2 separate regions of the Pan troglodytes genome follow, and region 2 is linked to region 1. Evidence: chromatin contacts called from public Hi-C data. All regions are on one chromosome and are shown on one strand. The core of a region is the stretch at or near the end of the contact, and the rest is flanking DNA. Distances in the headings are between cores, read along the strand shown. Region 1 has its middle 710 kb from the start of MARCKS. Region 2 holds the start of MARCKS (myristoylated alanine rich protein kinase C substrate).

Region 1 (6,864 bases), core at 3,059-5,558:
AAATGAAATACTTGCAAATATTGGGCAAAATGGGTGACAACATTTTTCTCCTGGAAGCCCCCCGCTGCCGCCCACAACAACCTTGTTCTGCCTTGTTTCACATCAATTATAGATCCAAAGAGACTCTGTTGATTTTACGTGGATTATTTATGGTAACACATTCTGTCACTGACTTCTCTTGAGGGAAAGGTGCCTGGGTAACATTTTTATACAGATCTTAAAATTGCGAGATCATTCATCTCCTTTTTTCCTGTAATGAACTCTTTAGTTGCATTCATATTGTATCAGATGTAGGTAAAGTTCAATATTTTAAAGTAGTATAAGGTTATCACTGAACAAATAAATAAAACTTAACTAGAGGAAATTTTATAAGTTTTATATATTAGTTTCATATATATATATGCTCATTTTCATATATGCTTAGTTTCATATATATATGCTTACTTTTGTTTTTTTCTGTTCTCTTAGATAAAATAGGATTGCTCAGAGCCTATGTCATGTCCAAGTTATATTCTCACAGGCAGCTTGGGGAGTTCGATGACATGGAAAGACCGTGGAAGTGGTTTCCAGTGAGTTGAAAGAGTTAAAGCAACTTTCAAAGGCAACTCCTAGCATGTAATTTATATGCATAGAGAATCCACCTCATTTTCCCTAAAGACCAAAATGTCCATTCTCATCTGCTAGCATATTTTTAATCGTTATTTATTATCATAGATGTTGGAAAAGGAAATACTTATTCATACCACCATGTTCCCAGAAGCATATTTTTTCAAGAGATCCTGACAACTACCCTAGTCAAACTTTAAATAATTCCAAGGTTTTTTATCACTGACTTAAAAAAATTTCAAATTAGCACTCCTGAGTTTTTCCCCTGATATCTGTAATTAATCTGTCAACCTCAATAAAACCAATTTTTCTAAATCATTCTATGTGCTGATAGTCCTCAACATTTGCAAGATAGAACAACTAGAAATGCTTTGTTTTTGCTACCATAAAAATTTCTTTAGGTCATTTATTAGCCCTTAGTATTTGTCTTCTTTGAATTATTAGATACATTTTTCTATATTTGTAAGTTCAGAGTATCTGTGCTACATTTAATAGGAATTCTCATTTTTTTTTCTCACAAAGTATCACTGAATTATGTATAGGACTATGTCATTTGTATGTGAGATCTTTGCACTAATCAATGTATCTTTCTAATAAAGTATTTCAATCTTAATATAATAGTTTTATTTTTTATTTGCTTTAAATTAAGAGTGAAATGTACTTTTTGACTGTATATATACACATATTAAATAAATATCATATCTCTGTATTTATTTAACAATATTAATTGCCATTCAGCTATGCCACCATCCTAGGCATGAAGAGAGAGTTGTCTCAATAATTTCAGACAATTATTTTGTCTATAAAAGTATCAATCATTCATAAAATTTCAGAGAATTGTATCTGCTATATCTTTGCAAATGAGTTATTAATCTTATGCTTAATAGATTCTTAAATAGCAAACACAGATTCCTAATAACTTAAATGGTTACTAATAAGTCCATTCACATGTTGCATGTTAGTGGCATTTACAGTGGTATTTACAGAAAATATGCAAAGCGATATCAACAACTTTCCACAAGGTCATTTGGGGTGAGAAAATATGCAAGTTTTACTGAGGAAAGTTAGCTCTTAGGCAAATTGACCATTCTTGCACAGTGCAAAAAATTAAAAATCCAGATATGTGGTTCTTTTTGTTCCTTTGCACATTTTCCATTGGTAATAAAATATATTGCACTTGGGGTAAAAAAATTTTTGGCTTCTTGAAATTTTTAAATCTATCTTAAACTTATGCAATTAAATGGTTCTCCTTGAGTTGTTGTTCACTAGAACTTAGAAAACTTCGGATGTAGTTATTTGTTTTCTTGCCTGAGAAAACAGTTTTTAAAAAGGATGAATAATTCAAAACAATTGCAGATTAAATACTTTTCAGGCTTGGAACTCTGACTTCATAACAAGTGATAACGTAAGATATTAGTTTCTGTAAATTGCATCACTTACTATATTCCTACAGCAGGTCCTCCATTGAAAAGAATAATGAAAAGGATAGCTCACTTCTGTGGCTACCTAATCTGTTCTGCAATGTCAAATCCATCTCACAGAAGTTCGGTCTCAAGAGAAGTTCTACCCAAAAATTGAATAGCATGGTAGTTGCTCAAGTATCTATACATGTGTGTATTTCTGTGCATTTATTACATGTAGACAGAGCTTCTCTTTTATACTGGGCTGAAACCTCCCAGAAAATCTGTAACTCTTAACAGGAAGAAAAATAGGAAACAAAAGACACAAGTCTAAAACAGCAAACATTCAATTGAATATCAAAATTAAGACATTGGGACCTAACACATTCTTACAAAAGCACATACCTGTTATTGAATACTAATTTCAGACTAATTCAAAACATCTCGTTTCTTACAGGCTTTTTACAATTCTAAGAATACACAAACACACACACACACACACACACACACAGATAATTTTATGGGACAATTCCTAAATTTTTCTAAGAATTTAATTTACAATTTCCATGTCTTGTTAATCAATGTAAAAATCAGAGTGGAACTAAAATGATCTTACACTAATTCACAAGTTAAAGTTTTGCTATTAGGAGAACGATTTAGTTAATTCTATCTAGTAAATATATATCAAAGTATAAGCTACTGAAAATTAATATTATATACTTGCATGGTAAATTTCAATGTTTACTGAACTTATTTAAAGTTTTTATAATGGAATACACACACACACACACACACACACGCTCCTGGATATTTAGAATAACTTCCCAAAAGGCAAATTCATTTCTCAATAAAGGTATCTCAACCCAAATATACTAAACTTAAGTATTAACAGCTTTCTTTGTTATAATACTAATCATCTATGAGTAGTATAGAAACAATATTACATGTATTGTTTTGTAAGATTCTGCACATTGTAAAAATATTGGGGAATATCTACATTCTGTCCTGCTTTTAAATTTGTGGGACCGATTTTATGCCACACAAGATTCAATTTCATAGTCTTAAATGCCTCAGAAGTGTTCTAGAGATTCATTGCCTGAACAAGACACATTGTCAATCCCCACCCAGGCAACAGGTCCATGCTTAGTTATTAAATAGTCCCAGACAAAACAGTAACCATGGTGTTTTCCAGCTAGCTGTAAAATACTTGATTTTCTTGCAAGGAGTCCATTCTGATGTTAAGAATTCTTACAGTCAAGCCATAGCCTTGTACGGTTAGTTATTATCCTTCATGTTGGAACTAAATCTCACTTTTTCTTTTGTACCCTCAGTAAAAACAAACTTTCTGACACTTCTTAAGCTCTCAATATATTAATTGAAATGTATGAGCAAACAGTTATTTATAGTGTTTTGTTTCTGCACCTCTTTTGGTCACTATTTAACTATAAAGATGAATAGCTCAAATTAAATTTTCCCATTTTATTTTCATTGCATTGAGCTCTGTTGAAATATACTAAATATAATATATATAGCAGCATGCTAAGGTTGATCATTTCATATATAAAATAGAGATGCTCAATTTCTTTCCTGCTTCTAAACCTGTAAACTTCCCTGTCTGTGCTATCCTGATCTCCCTCCATTCTTTCTCTCTCCACCTCATATCTAATCTTCCTGCCAATGCACGGTATTTCACCCTCTCAGCTCCTAAGAGAACTTACTCCATCAGTGATCCTTCTTTTTCTCCTGGGATTGCACTTTCTTTCTCATTTATCTAAAGATATTTTTTCAATATCAAGTGTCTCCTGGCTTAAAACAAAAAGATGAGGAGTGTTCCACATTTGCTGTCTTTCTTTACTTCATTGTTAGTCCGACCTCAACTCACTGAAATCTAGACCCTTCCCTCATTTCATTTAAGCTGCTCATACAATCTCATTACTGGCCTCTTTACGGTACCTTTTCCAGTTTTCATCTTATTTGACTTCTCAGTGGCATTGACAGCACAACAAATGACTACATTTTCCTTCCTGGAATTTTGCCCATTAGGTCTCAGAAAAACCATTCAGTCTAGGTTTTCCTCCTAATTTGCTAGGTATTGCTTCTCAGGTTTGGATAGTCATATTTTTCCAAGCATTCCTTAAATACTGTTCCTTCCCTACCCCCAGAGTTCAATCCTGGGTCTTTATTTGCCCTCATCCTGTTAACTCTTTCTGTGAATTTGTCCTTACCGTTGGCTTTCACTGACACTGAAAGGGATGATGACTAAAGCAATTGAAATTTCAAGCCCAGGATTCCTTCCTGAGCCATTGGGGCATGCTGGAGTCCCACAGTACCAGAAGTACCTCTTGGCTGACCCCTCCAGCTTCTAGGAGGTAATTATTAAAGTTCTGACTCCAACTGGCCTGGTCTAACTCTTCACGGTTTGCTATTTTCTTTTTCCTTCTCGATTTTGCGTGACTTAAAAATAAAACTTTTATTTAACTTAATAAATCTATCAATATTATAATTTTAAATTCTATTTTATAAATATCAGAAAATATAAAGATTTAATTGAATTACCATGAGCAAAGATTATAACAATATAATGTAACACTTATTGTTTTCAAATAATATTGTCATATTTAGTCATTAAATCCACACAACCAACACGTAACTTTATTATTATTGTTTACTATAGGGAATTTAGGCTTCTAGAGGATTGGAGTCTTGCCCATGATCACACACTAGTAAGTGACAGAACAAGAACCTGAAATATTAGAAAAAATTACTTATCCTCACATAAATATTTTATGGTCTTTAACTGTCACCAATCACAAAGTCGTGCTCCAGGGTTGAGAGTTGTTTTTCTCAAAGATGCTACAAAGAAGGAAATATTTAGTTTCTTATTCCTTGCTGACTTTTATTTTTTTGATAGAAGAAATAATTTAGTCCTAAAGCATTAGAAAAAATGAAAAATTAAAGAGGGAAATGAAAGACCATGAATCACCTACAAAGTGAGTTTTATATTCTACATAGTCAAGAGTTAATAGCATATGTATGCTTTCTTTTGCATGAGAGTGAACAAATTACAAGCTGGACAAGATGTATCAAAATTCAAAAATAAATCTTAATTTTTTATAAAGGATTTAAAAGCTACTTCTGCAAGATTCAGACAAATTGCTTGTCCTCAGTGCATTTTGCTCAGTTCTCTCATATGGTGATGGCCTTTTGACATTGGCCTTAAGGGCCTTTGCTGATCTTACCACTCATTCCATATAAGTTTAAACAAAGCATGTGGTTTTGCCAGCATCCTGCCACAGACAGGGAAACATAATCTCTGCATGAGGCAGGAGCCCAGAGCCCAGAAGATCTTCAGTTATGCTGGGACGAGACTCCCGTCTAGCAATGAGGGGCAGTAACATTCCTCCCTGGCGCCTGCTGAAACAAATTTCAAGAATGGTAACAGTCTTGTTTGAAGGTTTTAAAACTATCAGTCTGGGATCAGCAGCCTTTTCTAAGAAGCTGTGGATGCCAAATTCCAGCTGTCACAACTTGCTTCTGTGAGAACCTCTGCTCAGTTGGTCAGAGACTTGGAAGATGAACCTCGTTAAGACTGTGAGCCACAGCTCTTTTCAGACAGACCAAACCCAAACCACAAATCGCCCTCTTGAAAACCCCAGCCTTTCGTTCTTGGTTTGGAATACAGGGTTAACACAAGGTTATCTGTAGGTTGGATGTGAGCACCCAAACAAAATATTTAGCCAACTATATGACTAGTTTGTGGTTTCAGGTTTTTATTTCAAAATATTTGCAGCCCATTAATCACTATCATGAAAGAGTCTTCATCAAGGAGTTCACACTCAGTTCATTTATTAGGCTACAGAATCAGTATTTATATACTTGTATCACAAAGAGAAAAAAAATAATTGACCAAATTGAATCAGAAACATGTCTAGGATTTGAGGCCTTCAAGCAACATTTTTTTCTCTTTACAAGATTTTCAATTATCCAATCGTGACTGCAGAGTGGGTGACATTGGTTCTCTTAGGGAAGGAAAGGTAAGGTTTCAGCTCCACATGCGCTTTCTCAAGACCAGAACCATGACTAATGAATTGCTCAACAGGAAAAATAGCTGATCTTCAAAGAGTTGAGAATGTGTAGCTGTAGTGAATATTACACATAAATAATGTTTATTGGACTTGAGTGATCTCTCATTACACTCCTTAAAAAGAATTTCCTGAATTATTTTTATGGGCAATTAAGTCATAGTTAACAATAATTAAATGCTTAATATGTGCAGGGCACTATTTTGAGTCTTTTACTTGCATTAATGCATTTAATTCTCACAATACTACTTTGTGGTTGCTATTTGCATTATGCCTATTATATCGATAAATACTAGCCTAGAAAAGTTAAATAACTTGCCCAAGATCTCATAGCTAGAAGGTAGAAGGACCAGAATTTATCTTTGATGTTATAATTTAAGCAATAGATGGAAGGTCATGTTTTCTATTGTGGAACTTACTGTGTCTTTTGGCTTCTCCTCCAAAATGTGTAGGGGGCTACCTACACAATAGGTGTATGCCTATGAAATAATAGTACGATTGGATTTTTGGTGATGTGGCTTCTTCCATTAGTACAGTTTGTCACTTTTAGTAAGTCAAGTGCAGTGTTGATACTCTGGGTCAGTGTTTTCTTTGGACCACTGGGGTAGGAATTAGAAGGCCTCAGTAACAGATTCACCTCTGCCATCAACAAACTCTATATCCTTAACCAGTCTTTTAACCATTTTGAGCCTCTGTGTCTCCTCTCTACCTGAAGGTAATAAGTCTTGCCCCGTCCCGGCCAACGAACAGAATCCCGGACATATCAGCGACAAGAA
Region 2 (6,864 bases), core at 2,400-4,899, 710 kb before region 1:
TCATTTTGCATTTTTAACGGGTTTAAAGCCTCTTGGCAGACCTCGCTTTCCCCAGTAGGTTAGAGCAGGCGAAGCGACACGATCTCTTCTCTAGGAAAAGAGGCGTGGTGGGTGCCCAGTGTTTGCGAAGCAGCCACCCATGGCCGACCTCTCGGGTCCACCCAATCGTGGCTATCTGCCTGGGTCCGGGCAGCGCCGGGCGGCCCCCCGCGGGTGGTCGAGGCGCCACGCACAAGAACAATCCCGACCGAAAGGCACGAACCGCCTCTTTTTGACCATCTGGAAAGGTTCTTAAAGGACCCACCGAGTGTTCCCACCCCACAGATACCATTTAAAAATCAAATGGATGTGTAATTCCACAGACAGCTACGAATAAAGATTTAGGACAGTGGGAAAGCCTCATCAAAAGGTACCGAAGCCCTCTGTCTGGCCCCAGCCAGCCACCTTTCCAAGAACCCAGGGCACGCCGCCGCGGCATACAATAAGACAGCCCTTCCCTCCTCGCCTTTCTCCACCACCATCCCCATTGCGCCCCCCTTTCCCGACTCCCCCCCCCCGCCACACACAATCACACCACCAGTTCAGAAATCTCGAAGACAATCCAGCTTCGACAACAAACCCGAGAGCCACCCAAACACCATTGTGCCCCCGAACACAAATGCAACCTGGCTGGGGGCGGGGGAGGAGGGCACCTAGCTAGTCACGTTCTGCCAATCTCCAAACCACGCCATTTTAGACGATTTATCACTCCTTTCCTCCCGTCTACTCAAGAATTCTCCAGGATTCTAAGGAACCACTCCTTTGGTGTGGGGGGAGACCCCGGCTATGAAAAACCCACAATTTAGGCTATCCATTTCCATTCAACTTTCAGACTAGAATCCAGCCACACTCCTCTCCACGAATGAGCCTTGGGAGCCACCAGGAGGGAAGGAGAGAAAGACACCAAATAAATGACCACAACCACAGGTAGAATTTACCTGTCCGTTCGCTTTGGAAGGCGACGAGGCCACAGCCGCCTCCCCAGGCCTCTCCGCGGCGGCTTCTCCCTTCGCTGCGGTCTTGGAGAACTGGGCACCCATGCTGGCTTCTTCAACAAAGAAACTCAACAGATCCAAGAGGGGAAACAAAGAGCCTCGGGTTGGTGTAACGACTGGGCGAGCAGCAGCAGCGGCGGCGGCGGCAACAGCGGCAGCGGCACACACACCGGAGGGAGGGGGGTGGGGGTGGTGGAGAGGACAGAACAGAACCGATTAAATACACTCCGGATAAAAAAATTTTAGTCGAAGAGATCAAAAAGCAGCAGCACAGGAGGGAGGGAAAAAGGGTGGAAAAGTCGAGCACAAAAAAAGGAGCCCAAGTGTAGTTCGAAAAAAAAAGAAGTAATAAAAAAATCCCAGATTTGTAGCCGCACTGTAGACAAGAGGAAAATGGAGAAATCTCCCTGGTTGCTAATAAGATGCGGGGTCCAACGCCCAAGTGCACAGATGAATGGGCTCGCGGGCGCTGACGCGGCCCCCGCGCGCGTCGGCCAATCCGCGCGCCGCACACAAAGCAGGGGGCGGGGTCTGCGCGCCTGGCGAACAATGGAGCCGCGCTTTGCAAACGGTTTGAAAATCAGCCTCAGACCGAGAATTAATGTCCTCCAAATAAATAAATCAATTAAAAAATACATGGCACTCGTCTCTCTCTGCTTGAAAATAATAATGCATTTCTTGATTGGCTTGCTTTGTTTGGAATTAATTAACGCGGGAGGGGGGTACTTGTGCATCGGGGCGGAGAAAGCGTTAACTTGACTCGCATTGACTCTCGTCGGTCTATATCCGTGTGTCTCTCTCTCCACTCGCTCCCCTCCCCCATCTTTCCGTGTGTTTATGTGTATGTGTGTGTATGCGAGTGTTAAAGACAATGGTTGCGATTTGTGTGTTTGCAGCATGTTTTCTTTCTTTCTTTTTCCATATTGGTTTTACAGATAATGCTCAGGGTTTGTTTTTTCAACTGCTGCAATGGTTAAATCGTCCCAAATTGAAAAGTATTTAAACCACGAAGATCGAATTTCATCAAGCGAGATCGCAAGTTAGAATTAGGTCTGTAGGCCAGATGTGGAAAATGCAAAAGCGGCAAACAGCGAAGCCACACTCCCTTCCCTCTCCCACATTGGCATGAAATAAAATATTTTGAGATTGGCCTTGGGCGCTCAACAAATTCCCCCTTCTCTGGCTATTCCCAATTAGTGATTTTTTTTTTCCCACAATTCAAAGTGAGAGCCATTTACAGAAGATCGAAACTCTTCGCGTTTTATCACTGTTTTAAATGACATAATTTTCCTCTATGGTGAAATGAGACACAGCCTCGAGTAGACGAATCCATATTTACAGTTGGGTTGTTATTCGCGTCAATATGGATCGTTTTCAGCCTACTGCCAGAATCGAATGGACTCTTTTTGAACGTGTGTGTGAGTGCGCACGCAGGCGAATGTGCTCCTGAAAGGAAGGGAGGCAGCAGCAACGATGACATTCTAAACCGGATTGCAGTTCTAAGGAGAAATGTTCTGTATGTTGAGAGATAGCAAGATCCCTGAGCTCTCCAAGTCTAACTTGGGTTAGAGGAAAAGCTTCTATAATGGTACACAGGATACCTCCATCTGTCACTGCGCTCCTTGCCACCGAAGTACCAGACGCTTTTTGTGTGTGAGAGACAAGGCACTGACTTAAAGTATGGGGGGTGAGGGGAACGAAGGAAACAGCTTAATAAGCATTTTCTTCCCAAAGTTTTCACTCGTGGCAAAATCAGACCACCTTTTCTCGTTTACATTTGGTGATCTTGCAAGGAATAATCTTTCGCTTATGAAGGTGAGAAGCAGTCGAGGGAATGGTTCATTTCTCCTGGTGCTGGCTCTGAATTCTCAAACAGTTTTATTTTCTGCTCATTGTAGGGAAATAGGTCACACTCTGAGTGAAAAAGACGGTTGGTTCAAGCCAGTAACTCTTTGTTCAAGCGTTGCTTTAAAAATCACCAAGCTGAACATTGTTACGTGAAGCTTCGTCTTCTCACTGTCCAGTTCCTTCAGATGCATTATTCGACCATGGTCATATTCCCCAGAGCTGATGTAAAGACGTTTCCGTAGAAATGCATCTTGCCAGCAAACGTGTTATTACCCTTCAGAGAGCCCGCTGGCCTGGCCCACGACCCCAGCCGCCAGGATGGACGCAAATCCCTTGTATTAGCAGTTCCAACTTGAAAAGCCAACTGGGCTGATCCGACACCACCATCCAGGCGATTCCCAAAAGCCCATTTAAGGCTCTTGATTTCCCCCCATCCCCAACGTGAATCATGCCCCTTCCTCCGCATCCCCCTCCTATTTTAAATTGGGGTGACTGCTAGCTCGCTTTCAGATTTTCTCCCAGACGCGTCCTTAGCCCTCCATTTGGGGGCTGCTTTTATTGCTCCTTTGTTACCAGGCTGCAGTGTAGCTTTCCCCCCTTTTCTTTCTGGTACGCCTATTTGCCTGGTATCGGCTGGTCTCCCTGGCAACGGCCGGGGAAGATTCGGAGCACTGGGCCGGGGAGGGGGAAGAGGCGGAGCCGGCGCTGGGGGGTGACGGTGGGGGAGACGGGGGCTGGGAGTGGTGGAGGGGAGAGGGGCCGAGTGAGAGACTGGGAGACAGACTGCGAAGCAGATGGCCGCGCGAGGGGGCGGGGTGCGGGCGGGGTGCGGGCGGGGCGGGGCGGGGGGACAGTCCCAGCGTCAGGGGCGCAAGGGAGCCAATCAATTCCCGCAGCAGCTCCGGGGCAAAAAAAAAAAAAAAAAAAAAAAAAAAGTGTAAACACATAGATTCCCTCCCCACGAGCGGTCTCGGTCTCTAGTTTACAGTAGAAAGATGATTTCTTTTTGATACGCAAGCGCATTCTACGGTAGCTGGAAAGCCGACAGTCCCCAGCAAGTGGCAGGCGGAGGCTCCTTGGGGGCGCTGCCGGCGGCCTCTGAGGGCTGGGCCACCCTTTCCCCAACCTCCCCCAGCGACTAGCGTCGTCCAAGCAAGGGATTTCTTCAGCTTATAGGGAAGGGGGTCCCGGCGGAGGATGGGTGAGGAAGAACGGGCTGGGAAATGGGAAACGGTTGTGGTTCTTCTTGAAAACCTGCATAATGACAGGGAAGGAAGGCCAAGAACGTGGAACTAGTAGGGAAGCAGTTCAGTGCAAGTGTGGCTCCTCAGGAGTTTGGTGTGCTCACACGCAGAGTTAAAGGTTTCAAATAAAGCGCCAAAAGTGTTTATATAAGTATGACTAAAGAACCCAAGAGTTCATAGTGAAAATGTAAAACCGGTGTCTGTAACCAAATCAGCAGGAAGAAACGGTCATTTATTTTTTATTTGTACTCCCCTTTCACCCTGCCCTAACATATTTGCAAGATAATAATAATCTGTGTATAGGTTTCTTTTTAGAAAAAAAGCAATTTATTTAAGAGACCTGTTATTTTTCTGCAAAATGTTAGCGTTGGAAAGAATTTTAGAGACCATTCCACAAAATCTTGAGGGCCCAGTGTGCCAAACACAATAATCTAGATCTTGTTTTCATATCATTGAACAATATAAACTCAGTCTCTGACCTCAGGGGCTTCCAATTTAGAAGATCATCTAGTGAAGTTGAACTGGAGCACCTGGCTTCCCCCTCTCAACGATGAAGAAATAGGCACCAGAGCGTTGCCAGATTTCTCAGATGGTAGAGCCACGAATAGAGCTCAGCCCCCTTGATGATTCTGAGTCCTGGCTTTTTCCACCACTGCCAGTGCTGCCATCTTCCCTTGATGGCACAGATTCACTCAGTAGGTCAGTCATTCATTCTTAAAGTATTTATTAAGGTCCTCCTAAGTGCGAGGAAAAAGGCTTTAGACATCAGCTTACACCAGGGACAAATATGGACATGGTCTTTCCTCTCATGCAGCTTACATTTGTATTATTATTTCTTAAAACTTCTTAATATGTGAAGAAAGAAAGAAAAACAAGATTAACTGTGTGCTTAAAAAACAATACAAAAGATGACAGCCACTTTGTAGATTCCAAATTAAATACGCCTTTTTCACCTGGAAGCATTCATGCATTCACAACATATGCAATCCCACTGTGCAGGCAGTGTTCTGCTCCATCCTTCATCTTAGATTTTATGCTACTTGAAATTTAATTCCACAGAAATTGATTAGCTTGCAGTGTGGTGGGGAGGAAAACAGACATAGCCCCTCAGTTCATTCGGCAAGCATTTATTGAACTCCTATCATGTAGTAGGCATTTGGGATATGTCAGTGAACAAAACAGACAAGAAATCTTTATAAAGCATACATTCTTGGGTGGGGAGAAAAGCACAAGTTAAAAAAATGTAAGTCAGCAAATTATATGAAATGTTAGAAGTCTGTAAGTGTTGTGGGAGGGGTGGAGTGGTGGGGGAAACTAAAGCAAAATAAGGGAGATGGGAGTTCAGGTGAGAGTTGAGATGTAATTCCATATAGGCCGGGAAAGGCCTCATTGAGAAGACAAACTTTGAGCAGATTTGAAGAGGTGAGGTAATTAATAATGCAGATGGCTCACTCAGATGCTTTTAGCCTAACAAGAGAGGGGAGAAGCCAGCATTTAACAATGAGATCACAGACTGAAATATAACTTTAAACCATCACATGTACTCTTAACGAAAATAAGGAGTACATGTGACCATTTGAAGTTCTATTTTGTGCTATAAGATAGTATACTTTCGTTAGGAGGGTTAAAGAAGGCCTTTTGAAATAAGTAACATTTAAGTGGAAACCTAAGGGAAGAGTAGGCATTAGTCAGGTAAAGAGGTGAAGAGCTGTGTTCAGATGGAGGAAATAGCAAAGCCCATGAGGAGGAAGAGTTCAGCATGGATTTGGGAGGAAGGTAGAGAGATGAGTTAGAACATATTTTCAGATTCCTATAAAACGTCTCAGTAGAAGAGTGAAGTTCACAGATGTAAGTCTGAAGTTCAAACTACAGTTTTGAATGTAAATACTGATTTGTGATCATTCCACATGAAAATATTTTTAGAAGCCAAGTCACAGGAAAATGCAAAAGATAAGAGATTACAGAATGATGCCCTGAGTAATTTCTGCTCTCAGAGGATCCATAGAAAAGGAGCCAAGATGGCAAAGAAGACTGAGAAGGAATTCTCAAAGAGTAGACAGAAAGCCAGGAGAGTGTGGGGTCAGGAAAGTCAATAAAGACAGTGTTTCAAGGAGGAGTAGTGAGTTTTGTCAAATGCTGTTGAGTGTTCAAATGAAATACTGAGATGTTTCCATTGCATGTTGTAGGACAGAAACTACTGGATACAGGCTCCAGAGCAGTTTTTGTAGTATGTTGAGAGTGGAAGCTGGATTTCGTGTGTTGAGGATAAAATGGAAGAAGAAGAAGATGATGGCATAGTCACCTCTTTATAAAGCTGGACTCAGTAAAGGTTTAGGGAGACAAGGCAGTAGCTGGAGAGGGCTGGGACAGGTTGAGCATCCCTGATGGGAACATCTGAAATCCAAAATCTGAAATTTTTGAGTGTTAATATGACACCACAAGTGGAAAATTCCACATCTAGCCTCATGTGAGGGGTCATGGTAAAAACACACATACACGACACACAGTTTATTCAGTGTCTCCAAGGAGAAAAAACATCCCCCCAGCCCCTGTCAGCTGCAATATATGTTTTCTTTGCACGTCCAGATTCCCCCATGCAAGCACACCACAAAGGGTACTAAAGTAGTTCAATGTACACAAATTTTTTTCACAATGTACATAAATTTCAATGTACACAAATTTTGTTTCATGCACAATATTATTTAAAATATTGTATGAAATTATATTCAGGCTATGTT

What was found. A called contact is a pair of places that touch in the nucleus more often than the background predicts.
Region 2: a Hi-C map of stem cell-derived neural progenitor cells shows a contact between it and region 1, with 5 times the contacts expected there. The contact joins the promoter of MARCKS here to the enhancer-like site in region 1. A contact is called at or near these places in 1 of 7 Hi-C or Micro-C datasets (stem cell-derived neural progenitor cells), 1 of 1 datasets of contacts at active chromatin or transcription factors (stem cell-derived excitatory neurons) and 1 of 1 other capture datasets (stem cell-derived neural stem cells).

The regions. Positions count from the first base shown.
Region 1 is chr5:125,042,020-125,048,883 of NHGRI_mPanTro3-v2.0_pri, reverse strand. No RefSeq gene overlaps it. Among named protein-coding and RNA genes, the nearest start is that of MARCKS, 710 kb to the left of the region's middle. Within about 2 kb of position 4,308, at least 4 of the 24 cell types and tissues checked have an H3K27ac peak or open chromatin away from gene starts, as enhancers often do. A contact at or near this core is called in stem cell-derived neural progenitor cells and stem cell-derived neural stem cells, where this site is marked.
Region 2 is chr5:125,751,067-125,757,930 of NHGRI_mPanTro3-v2.0_pri, reverse strand. MARCKS (myristoylated alanine rich protein kinase C substrate) reads right to left here and starts at 3,649. Exons shown (of 2, transcript XM_001159872.7): 1 at 978-3,649. The coding sequence starts at 1,079. LOC134810353 (a long non-coding RNA gene) reads left to right here. Exons shown (of 2, transcript XR_010158146.1): 1 at 1-409; 2 at 872-1,428.